Regions from separate parts of the Mus musculus genome. Here region 2 is linked to region 1. Evidence: chromatin contacts called from public HiChIP or PLAC-seq data. All regions are on one chromosome and are shown on one strand. Each heading gives the region's core, a stretch centred on a gene start, on an enhancer-like site or on the middle of the called end of the contact. The rest is flanking DNA. Distances are from core to core; before and after follow the strand shown.

What was found. HiChIP or PLAC-seq counts read pairs in DNA pulled down with a chosen protein or histone mark.
Region 2: a contact with region 1 is called in an H3K27ac HiChIP or PLAC-seq map of trophoblast stem cells, with 3 times the contacts expected there. The contact joins two enhancer-like sites. A contact is called at or near these places in 21 of 484 Hi-C or Micro-C datasets (the AML12 cell line, the AtT-20 cell line, the Ba/F3 cell line and 7 more), 1 of 115 datasets of contacts at active chromatin or transcription factors (trophoblast stem cells) and 1 of 9 other capture datasets (embryonic stem cells).

Annotation. Positions count from the first base shown.
Region 1 is chr13:73,074,007-73,079,526 of GRCm38.p6, forward strand. No RefSeq gene overlaps it. Among named protein-coding and RNA genes, the nearest start is that of Gm30154, 56 kb to the right of the region's middle. Within about 2 kb of position 3,440, at least 13 of the 459 cell types and tissues checked have an H3K27ac peak or open chromatin away from gene starts, as enhancers often do. A contact at or near this core is called in trophoblast stem cells, where this site is marked.
Region 2 is chr13:73,288,375-73,293,894 of GRCm38.p6, forward strand. No RefSeq gene overlaps it. Among named protein-coding and RNA genes, the nearest start is that of Irx4, 31 kb to the left of the region's middle. Within about 2 kb of position 2,112, at least 30 of the 459 cell types and tissues checked have an H3K27ac peak or open chromatin away from gene starts, as enhancers often do. A contact at or near this core is called in trophoblast stem cells, where this site is marked.

The DNA of each region.
Region 1 (5,520 bases), core at 2,190-4,689:
CCACAGCCAACCCCTTGCTGACTGAGTCCTTCCCTCCTGAGACTTCCCTGCTTTCAAACCACCCTTTCTCCATCTCTGCCACCTCTGCTGTATCATTGCTATCAATGCCAGAGCTTTGTAGCCTGCCCTACATCCCCTTCTAACACACAGAGCTGAGTTGTCTAAGTATGCTAGCTCTGTGGATGTGGTTGGTTATTCAAGATGCAGGGACCTGGTCAGAGATTTACCACCCTGCACCTTAACTGACCCATCTGCAAAACAAGGTCTGTGAAGGAACTAATCTCAGAGTTTCTGGACCAAATCCATTGGACAGTGTCAGCTCTTGCCAGGCTCATATATGCTCATTTCAAGCACAGTCACTAGGACCACCTCCTTATACCTTTAACATGCTCTTGAGCACACCATTCTCACCATAGTTGTTCATCCTCAGGTCACATTTAGCAACACATCGCACCATTGTGACACAGCCTTGACCGCTTTCCTGCTTCTTGTCCCATTGTACATCCATGTTGCTGCAAACTCCAACACCCATGCCCTTTCCAGCTCTGAGGCCCAGGCCCCTGCCTTCTCCCTGGAATGTCTCCATTCCAGCTATCCACTCAGCAAACCCCACACAAATCCTGCCTCTCAAGACAACACTCCTTCGCCTCAGTGACTCTCCTATTGTCACTGAGGCCTTTTAGAAGGAGCTTTAGGGAACAAACTGATTTCTTCTTTGCTATACATCAAAGAAATCGGGACCGGTATCTGGCCAAGGCTCTTCTTCTCTGAAGCTGGAGTATGTGCTGTCCTTTGATCTTAAGCCTATGCCCCAGGAGGCTTGCTGATTAGGTTGATACATGTAACAATGGTACAAAATGTGAGGCATTATGGCAGTTGTATGTGAACATGGATGTGAGTGGGTATGCTCATATGCATGAATGGGTACATGTGAATGTGTTCATATGTGTACATGTGGTGTGCATGACTATATATGGTTCAGTGAGTGTATTCATGCAACGTGTGAATGCATTAGTTCTGTGGTGCATGTGAGTGTGCATGTGTGAGTATGTATGGGTGCATTTACGTGTGTGTGTCTGTACAAGTGCAGGTATGAGTATATCCACACAGAGTGAATGCAACTGTGTGTAAGTGAGCACCTTGTGTATGTATGAACACACTCTTGCAAAATGAGAAGAGGCATTTTCCTCTGCAGCTTTCAATAGGCACTGTGTACCCTATGCTTTCCAAGTATACCCAGTGTAAACAGAGTAAGAGGTGGAGCAGATCCGCATCCCAAAGACTGCCTGAGACCCAGAGCACATTCAGGTCAGATTGTTGGCATTTGAAGCCTGTGTGTCCAATTTTGAGTCAACATATGCTTCTCTTCCTCCCAATAGGCCAGGAAAAGGAGAATATTGGAAGATTTCTGTCTGTAGCACCCGAGTAAGAACCCCAAAAGCTCACTGTGAACCTACCAGGTCTTCCTACAGCAAAAGCAGGTGACCACAGTCATAGGTGCAATGTGGCTGTCCTGAGAGCAAAGAGCCAGGCATTTCTTATGACCCAAGAACTCTGCACTTGAGAAACTTTAGAAAATATTTAAGTACCCAAGATCTTGGTGACTTATAACCTCTGAGGACCAAGAATGTGTGTGACAGATAGGCATACAGCTGGAGTTTGACATCTCCTGCTAAGGTTAGACTGAGATCTCCTTCCTCAGTCTCAGTCAAGGTTCACACACAGAATATGCACAAGTATACACACTCAGAACACACATACACACACACACACATGCCTTTACGTGAATGTATACTCTCATGTGTACACACCCATTTCCATAATACATACAAATTCACATGTTCAAGAGCACAGGAGTGGTGTTCATCCCATGTTCACTACCTTTGAAGAATTTGTTGAAATAAATTTTCTCTTGTTTTTATTTTTACTGGCACTTGATGTCTTTGTGGTATTATATTATTATTGGGTATACTTTGTCAAAAATTATAGACCAAGAAGAAGCAATTATGTACAGAGTATGAATTATGAAATTGTTAAGTAAGTTTCATAGATGTTAATTACAGGGACAGAGCAGTAGGCTCACCTTCCTTTTATTCATTGAAAGTAGACATCTGTGTGCATGCTCTTTTTGTTTTTATTAGAAACAGCAGGCATTTCGCCCAGCTCCTTAGCTTATTGCCACATCAGAAAAGGTCTCTCTGGTGAAGATTTGGGATTAGAGGTCCCAGTAGAGTGTCTGTCCTACTCAACAACAACAGTGAGTGCCAGCTTGGGAAGAGGGCACTGCTAACATCCACTCCCAGCACCTCAACAAACTGCTTACCATTGCCCCTGGCCTACTTCCTGATCTGGGGAATCCTGGCTGGTGTCAGAACACAGTGTGTATTCTGTAGTGTCGTGTACTTAACAGACGGTCTAGGTTTTAGACTCTTATATCCTTCTGTGAGTTCCATAACTCAAAGGGGGAATATGATAATAAAAAGAGCCTGAATACAAGAGACACATAAAAGAGTGAACCTAACAAATACCTGCATAGTCAACCTAACAGAAATATGCATATATGAACAACTAACAGGCATACATATGAGTTGACAAGCCAACTGAACACATACATGAATGACTGATCCAACAGATTCACACATGAACAGGGTGAACAGTGAGCCAAACACATCCATGGATGGAAAGTCAAGCCAACATGCACATGCATGAAAGATCAACAAAATATGCACAGACACTAACAGTCAACTCTACATACTAATACATCTAAGTGGCCAATCCAAAAGAAATAGAAATTTTCATGGACAGTCAAACCAAGAGATACACATGAATAATATACCCAACAGAAACATAAATAAATAGTCATCCAAATAGCCATCCTCATGTATGTATGTCATGCATAGACAAATGCATGAACAGTCAAACCAACAAACACACACATAAACTGTTGGCCTAGTATGTATGACCAATAGACACACACATGAATAGTCAACACAAAACACACACAAACATTCAAGAAAACAGGCACATACAACATTAACATTCCAACACAACAGGCACATACATGAAGTCAATTCAAAGACACACACATGAACAATCAAGTCAACAGACATAAGCAGTCATGAAAGACAATGGTAGTTGATACCACCTATGGGCAAGAATCTAGAACCTTGGTAAAACCAGTAATCAGTGCTGTCACCAAAATAGCAGGCACAGAACTAGAGACGGGAAGGAGTCAAGATGTCTACATGAACCAGGCTTGTAGTTACCACATGGTGAGAGCCGTCCACTGTGAGTTGACCCTGAAATCTACAAGGATACTCTCATAGGATGAGAGGTCAAGAGGTTATAATAACCAGAAAACAGATGAGCCATAAACAGCCTGAGGAAGCAGGGAGAGAGCAGCTAGCAGACAGTCAGGAAAGTCCCTCTGAGCATGAGTCAGAGGTCAGTCTGGGGCAAAAACATTCCAGACAGGTGGATGGAGCTGAGAGGTGTGCACCAGAAGTGTATACAGGGCCAGAGCTGGAGGTGGAACAGAAAGGAAGGGTTTGCAGATCAAGGTCAGACTGGGAATTCTCTCTGTTGCAATAGAGAGGTCAACAGCAGGGTAATGAGGTCTACGTGTTAAATTAATACCCATCTGGTTGCTGCTCAGGAAACAGAAACAAGAACATTCCCCAGGGCCCATCTGGAACCCACACAGCTGCCTCTTGCCAAAAGATCACCAATAGGTTTTTCATGAAGCTGATGGGATTTTCCAATGGTGCATGCATATGTGCGTGTTTATGTGTGTGTGAGACAACAGAATCACTTAAATGACAACTGAAGCCACAGCTACTGAGAAAACCTGGAGAGAAATAGAGCAAGTATTCAAGACAATAGTCCTGGTGTCAGGATTTTTTTTAATGCTTCAATGTCACTCCACACTTTTAAAGATGAGATTAGAAAAGTCAAGGCCACATGTGTATCTGTGGCCAGGTCTGGGGATACATTGGCAGAACTCCAGGCCTGAGCATTCTTATCCCTGAAGTGTGGGCTACAGAGGCCAACAATCTCAGCAGTGACATCATCTCGTGTATAAGACAGCTGTACCTTGAGTGTGAGGTCCAGTCTTGTCTAGCCCTCCTTGGTGTATACTGGAGCTGGCTGTAGTGTTGATGCTTGAACCAAAGCTCACTGAACCCCTCTTGGAGCTTTCCTGGTCAGACATTAACTTGTGTGTCTGGAGATTGAACCATTCTCTCTTTTTTCATTTCTGTAATAATTAATTGGGGATGGGGGTTATCGTGTTTATTCAGTAAAATGGAATCTGGCTCTTGCCCATGAATCAGGTAAGGAAAGGGCTATTCCATACAAGGCTTACCTCTTTCTCAGGTATGGACACAAACACCCAAAGATAAAGGTTTTTCCAACTGCACCTGCTTTTTTGGTGCTAGTTGTCAGACTGCTTATCTCCACACTTTCCCCAGAAGTACAGCTGTGCCTGCACAGGGAAAGGCAGTGTTCTCAGTAGCACATGGACTCCAACCACATAGTGCTATCCAAGAGCCATGTTAGTGGATGGAATGCCCATTTCGAAAGGAGAAAAATGTCTCAAAACAATAGGCAGTTTATTTCTGTCTCAGGCCAAGAGCAAAGCAGTGTTAGGAGGAGCAAAAAAAATTTAGCCTGTGGGCTATGAAATACCTGAAAGCAAAAAGGTGCAGAAGTAGGTGGAAAAAGAAAACGTCCTATAAATGGCTCAATTCCCATTTAAATTACAAAGCAATAATTTTCCCTTTTGAAGTCACTATTCAGAAATGCAGAATAGACAGAAACAAATTAGAAGCTATCTATAAATAGATGTAAGTCAAATATGGGAATTATATTTGAAAACCATTAGTACTCTTTATAAAGACATATGAGACTGTGAGAATGAACATCTGCAACTCCTGCTTTCACCATGAGAGAGTATCAGTATCCATCATAGTGTCCATGTGTCCTTCCCTTAAATAACTACAGACCTTTTGACACTGGCAGAAGGACAATTTGTATGGCTCTAAAGCTCTTCCAGAGATATAAGTATTTTTAAATAGGAAAGCTCTGAATGAAGAGCAATTTAGAGGAGCTAGCAACTTCCTTAGACCTAGAAATAAGTTTAAAGTACAAGCAATGGAAGTGTATAAAGCCCCAGGGAACTCACTGTGTAACCAGCATGAAACAAGGGCCACAGACTAGAGGCCCAATGAAGATGGTAAGCAGAGAGAGTGGCTGTCACATGACCAGGTGAAGCTCAGAGATTCTCAAGGAGAGTTCATATGACCTGCCTAAGCAGATGAGCTAGAGTAGTCAAGCTATGCCATTCCATACAACAAAATTCCCTGCTGCAGTATCCACTTAAGTATGAGAAGATGAACTACAAACGTGGTCACTGGTGGAAAAGGAACAGCCAGCCCTTCTGTGAGGACATTTTGCAGACAAAGCATAGGCAGCCAATTGAAGAAGGAGCTGCACAACAAAGGAGCTGTACATTCTGAGCTT
Region 2 (5,520 bases), core at 862-3,361, 210 kb after region 1:
TGTGTGTCCCAGCCCCATCACTGTGAGGGGTTTCTGTGTGATTGCCATGCCATGCCATGCAGGCTGTAGTGGGCACCGTGGGCCTGTTCTGCCACTGCTGTGGGCTTTTCTTTACAAGGGCAGGACCATTGAGGATACAGTCTCTGGATTGAGACATCAAGAGTGGAATCTCACTTTCCAGCTAGTCCCAGGTGGGTGGATGAAAACCCCAGGAAAGCCATGTCCATGAGAGTGCTCAGGTGTTCCCCAAGGACCACAGTGAAGCCACTCTGTCGCTATCATACCCAGCCACAAGCTGAGACCAACAGGCTGCAGCAAACTCTGGTCTTCTGGAGGGAGACAGGGACAATCAGATTATAAAAGGTTTCCATGGGTGAAGTCTGAGCCAGCTCAGAACAGAGAGAACAAGACCAGATGACAGCTCAGAGGACAGCTCCTAATGATAAACTGGGAAGAGACAAAGGTTCGCCTAGTCCTTGAGGGCCACAGACTCCCTTTTGAGTGAAGGGGATGGGTGGAACCACGGGGACGTTGGCACATTCTAATCTGTTGCTCTGGCCACTGCTCTTCTTCCCAAATTGACCCCTTCTTGGGCTCTCTCGGACATGCTTAACTCAGGAGGCTCCTAGATCTGTAGACAGAAAGGAGTTCGAACACTGCCATCGGCAAGGTGGTTAGGCCTGAATCTCAAGATGGTTCCAACTGGATTCAGCCAGACACAGTCCTTTGTGGTGCCTAGACCACTCCATCTGTAAATGGAGTCAGGAGCGTAGTTTATCGCAAGAAAATCTCGTAGCTCGGGTAGCCTGGGGGAGGGCACCTGGACAGGTACAGGATGCAACAAGTATCACTCTGAAGCAGCCCACAGGCAGGGAGATAAAGGCTGAAAGGTATGCTGAAGCAGGAAAGCGTAGCACTCGGTAAAAGGGGCTGGTCTGTAAAGGCTTCAGGGTATACGGGGGAGGAAAAAGGGGGACCACGGGGACTATGGTCACCACATGGACTAAGAGTTACCGGTGAAGTACAGGATGCTTGCAGCCTGTGTGACTGAAACAATAGGCACATTGATTATGCCTTTGATTCAAAATGTAGCTTTTGCAATGCTGAGTGACTCTAAGAAAAACAGTAGCGTTTGACTAAAGACACTGCATCCATATTGGAGCATTGATACAATGTCTGCTCTGCTGTGACAGGTTAGCAATGGAGGGGAAGTATGCAGCTCTCTGCACTCTCTTTTCACTTTCTTATTTTGAAACAATGTCTTACTGTGTAGCCCAGACCAGCCTGGAACTCACAACCCAACCCTCCTACTTGGGATCACAAATGCTGGAATTACAAGCCTGTGACACCATTTTCAGCTGACTTTGCTCAAACAATAAAGTTTACTAAAACACAAAGTTCTCTAAAGTAAAAGTAGAAGAGAGATGATGGCAGAGAGAGAGAGAGAGAGAGAGAGAGAGCCATCATTTCACCTTCCTGGCTACCTCATAACCACGGTTTACTGTGCTCTAGAATCTTTCCTGATCTTAGACTCATGATAAAATATTCTTGCTGCATGAACATGTAATGAGCTGAAGGAGATAGGCTGTAAGTGTCCCAGATCTGCTCTTCCGAAGCGACCTCTGTGAGCAGCACAAGATCTCCAGCACCCAGCACCCAGCACCCAGAATCGTGGTTGCAACAGGGCAGCACTGACATTCTAGAGCCCCTCACTGGCCTGGTGGCATGTCTCGAACAAGCTAGAGGAGTCCACACCTGACAGTAGGCACATTCACAGTACTCCTGGGCCTGCACTGGATCCAGGGTCTGTGGGTGCCAAGCATTTCCCAGGCAATTCTACTTCTGAGTCTATGCAGCAGGGCCTCCGCCTGGGCCTGGATCTCTAGGAGGGAGGTGGTGCCTATTGCCACCAGGCCAGGTCTTCTGGAATGTCCTAGATGGCTCCGGTAGATAGATTTCCCATTCCCCCAGCTGCCTAGTAAGTCAGGCGCCTGCTCTGGCTGGCTGACAGGTGTCATCTGGCAGCCACTGACTCACAACCTGCAGCAGGGGCTGTGGCAATAGAGGCTTCCAAATAGCATAGTGACAGAGAAAGTCAAACAAAGGTGACTGCCCTGACATTCCTGGCTTCTTAGTCATAGTGGCTTACCTGCTGGAGGCTAGCTAAGCCCAGGGAAAAAGCACAGGTGTCCGGCAGGATGGCGCCTCTCTGGCGTCTCAGCACTAGCTCTGGAAGCACTGTGATGCAAGCAGGTGTGGGGAGGGATGACTTGAAAACAAGGTCAACAGTAGGTAAAGGTTATTTCTGTATGAATGTGTGCAGTACGTGCCATGCACATGCCTGTGTGAGCCCCCCTGTAAGCTCAGAGTAGCTAAGCTCTACCCCGTACCTCCCTTCATAGACTCAATGTTAAGATGGCCTAGGTGACCAGGTCTTTACAGGCTGAGACTGGACAGCCTCCTATGTGACAGAATGATTCTCTATAACCAAGTTTCAGGGCCCTGTGCACTCGGATGCCCCTTGCATTCTCATCAACAGCACAATGCCCTCCTAGCCACTAGTGCAGAGCGTACTTACAGCACACACTCACATATGGGCAGCGTCCTGCCTACCTAAGAGTTGAAAGCAAGTCGTGTGACAGGCATGTGATATTGCTATGGAAGGAGAACACCGGCTTTCCCACAGTGGACAGGTCTGGCAAAGGAAACAAAGGATCATAAATGAATTAGAGGGAGAGGAGGTCAGGGAAGGAAGGGGAAGAAGAGGAAGTGAGATAATGAAGGACAGAAACTAGTGAAAGAGGGATCCTGGCTCCTGGACACTGACCTCTCTTTTCCTGAGGTGATGGGTGGCAAGGCCAAAGCTGTGCTCAGCTGTGCTCACAGGCACAGTCCTTTACCACCACCCACTGCTGCAGAGAGAGGCCTGAAAGCAGGCAGGGGGCTGGAGGTATGTGAGGCTGCAGATAGCCTGAGAAAGCTCAGCTTGAGGAGCACGTGGCCCTGGGGAGTCAAGGTGGAGTCAGAAAATGCAGAGTGCCACTCAGTCATCTCTGTCCCCGGGTTTCAGTGGCCTCTGGGAGCTGGGGGAAGGTGGGTAGTGTTTCAAGGATAGACAATCCAGCCCAGGAGCCAAATCTTCTTAGCAAAAAGCCGCTGGTTCTAGAGAAATCAGAACATGGAAAAGCAAAGAGCAAAAGCAATGGAGCTAGCTGTTCGCCCTGTCCGCAGCTCTCTACTCTGCCCAGCTGCCAGGGTGTCAGAGGTGGGAGCCCAGAGCCTGCAGACCTCCAGAGGAGGCTGCTCATTCTGTGACATGGCCCTCATTAGTGTTCCCGTGCAGCAGCTGCATCCGTGCCTCACATCCTCTCTGACCATTTAATCTAAAGCCTTAAGTGAAACTTCCAGGGAACTAAGAGTCAGACACCTGGCCAGCTAATAAGTCCCAAGTGTGACACACATGTGAATACCTGTGCATGTATGCAGACAAGTACACAGACAAGCACATACTTGCTTGCTTGCATGCATACATATGTGCATATATGCACATATATACAAGCACACATAAGCTCATATGTATACGCAACTATACACCCACACATACAAAGACAAGAACATGCATGTTCATTTTTCACACTTACATGTGAACCCCTGCACACATGTGAGCACAGATATATGTTCATATGTATATACATGTACACAGCTGCATATACATAGAGAAGAACACACATACATCTTTCTATGTATACATATATGTATACCTACATATACATCTTTGAATGAACACATAAGCACACATGTACAGATGTATGTTTACATCTGCACACATAAGACATGTACATTCTCATATGTATTTGCATGTGTATATGCATGCTTACCTGTGTGTGTGTTTACATCTACTACATACACATATAAGAACACATATATGCTCATTTACATACATGTATGCACACTTGTGCACATATTTTCACATGAGTGTCTATGTGCACACCTGTATGTACATGCTCATATGTACACAGTTACCTCTGAACACACTTAAATATTCACAAACTGAAAGCTGACTCCAGCTTTGACTTGAGCCCACAGTCCAGGGGGATCAAGGAAGCCATAGCAATGTACCCAAGCCTCTCTGGTTTGCCTAAGATCTTCCTATCCCCCTGAAGGCAGCTATGGCACAGTGAGACGGTGCCTTATGGGTGGCTACATATCTGCTATCTTTCTCTGAGGGAATAGCAGGAAATACCCAAGGAAGTAAACTTCACTCTACCACACAGATGAAAGTGACCTCCGAGCTGAGTCACAGAGAGGGTCTACTGGAGCAGGAAGTGGCCAAGAGATGTTAGGATCAGGAGTCAGGATGAAGTAGAGGAGATGGGAAGGAATCAGCATGAGACTGGCTAATAGGCACTGGGTGCAGGGAACAGGGCTGGTGCAGGGGTACTTTGTGAAAGGGTGGGATATCATGGGAATACAGAGCTGTCTTCTTGAGATCCAACTCCTGGTGTTCTGAATGTTGACTGTGGCAGGGAGACCCGTGATAAAAGATCCTTTATCCTGACCTCCTCGGGACACCGGCTCTCAGGCCATCACCCCTCCATGAAGGCTGTGTCAGAGAGCTTGCCCTCCCAATACACGTTTCTGGAACCAGGCTTCCTTTGGCTGAAGGACTCACTCTCTTCATTATGCCTCTTGCAGAGCCAAGAACCCTCTGACCTCATGGAGCCTCGTGGTCCTGGGAACAAAGGCAGACAGTTTGTTTCTCTTCCTTATGCCTACACAGCAGCTAACTACTTGCACTGGCTAATTTTATGTCCTCTTGACACAGCTAGAGTTATCTGAAAGCTAGAGCCTTAATTGAGAGAATGCTTCCATAAGATTTAGTTGTATTTTCTTAGCCAGTGATTGATGGGGAGGGCCCAACCCATTGTGGGTGACGCCATCCCTGGGCTGATGATCCTGGATTCTATAAGAAAGAAGGCCGAGCAACACCTTGGGAAGCAAATCAGTAAGCAGGTTCCTGCCTTGTTTCTGTTTCCATCCTGACATCCTTCAATGATAAACAGTGATGCAAAAGTCAAATAAACCCATTCTTCCCCAACTTGCTTTCTACTGCTGTGATGAATCACCCATCATGGTGTTTCCTTGCAGCAATAAAAACCCTAAGACATTACTTGCTGCCATCCTATTGCTTACCCTTTGCCTGTGGGGGGAATAAGGTCCTGGAGGAGGCACTGCCATCAACACTTCTTACATGCATCTCAGGTTGAAGAAATGAGTAGCCAGTCACTTTGTAAACCAGGGGCTGCCAACTGGTCTTCTGCTCTCCAGGGACAGGGGTGGGGAATGCTCTGGGCCTCCAAATCTTCCTCTAGGAAGTAGACACAGCTGCCTTTAGGAGTGAGTCGCCATGCACATATTGAACATGTTAGTGACATGAGCACACATCCACTGAGCGGTGGTTCTGTCACTTCTTAGGGAGAGGGACTTTCATGGGGGACACAGGTCCAACAGAGAGGAACA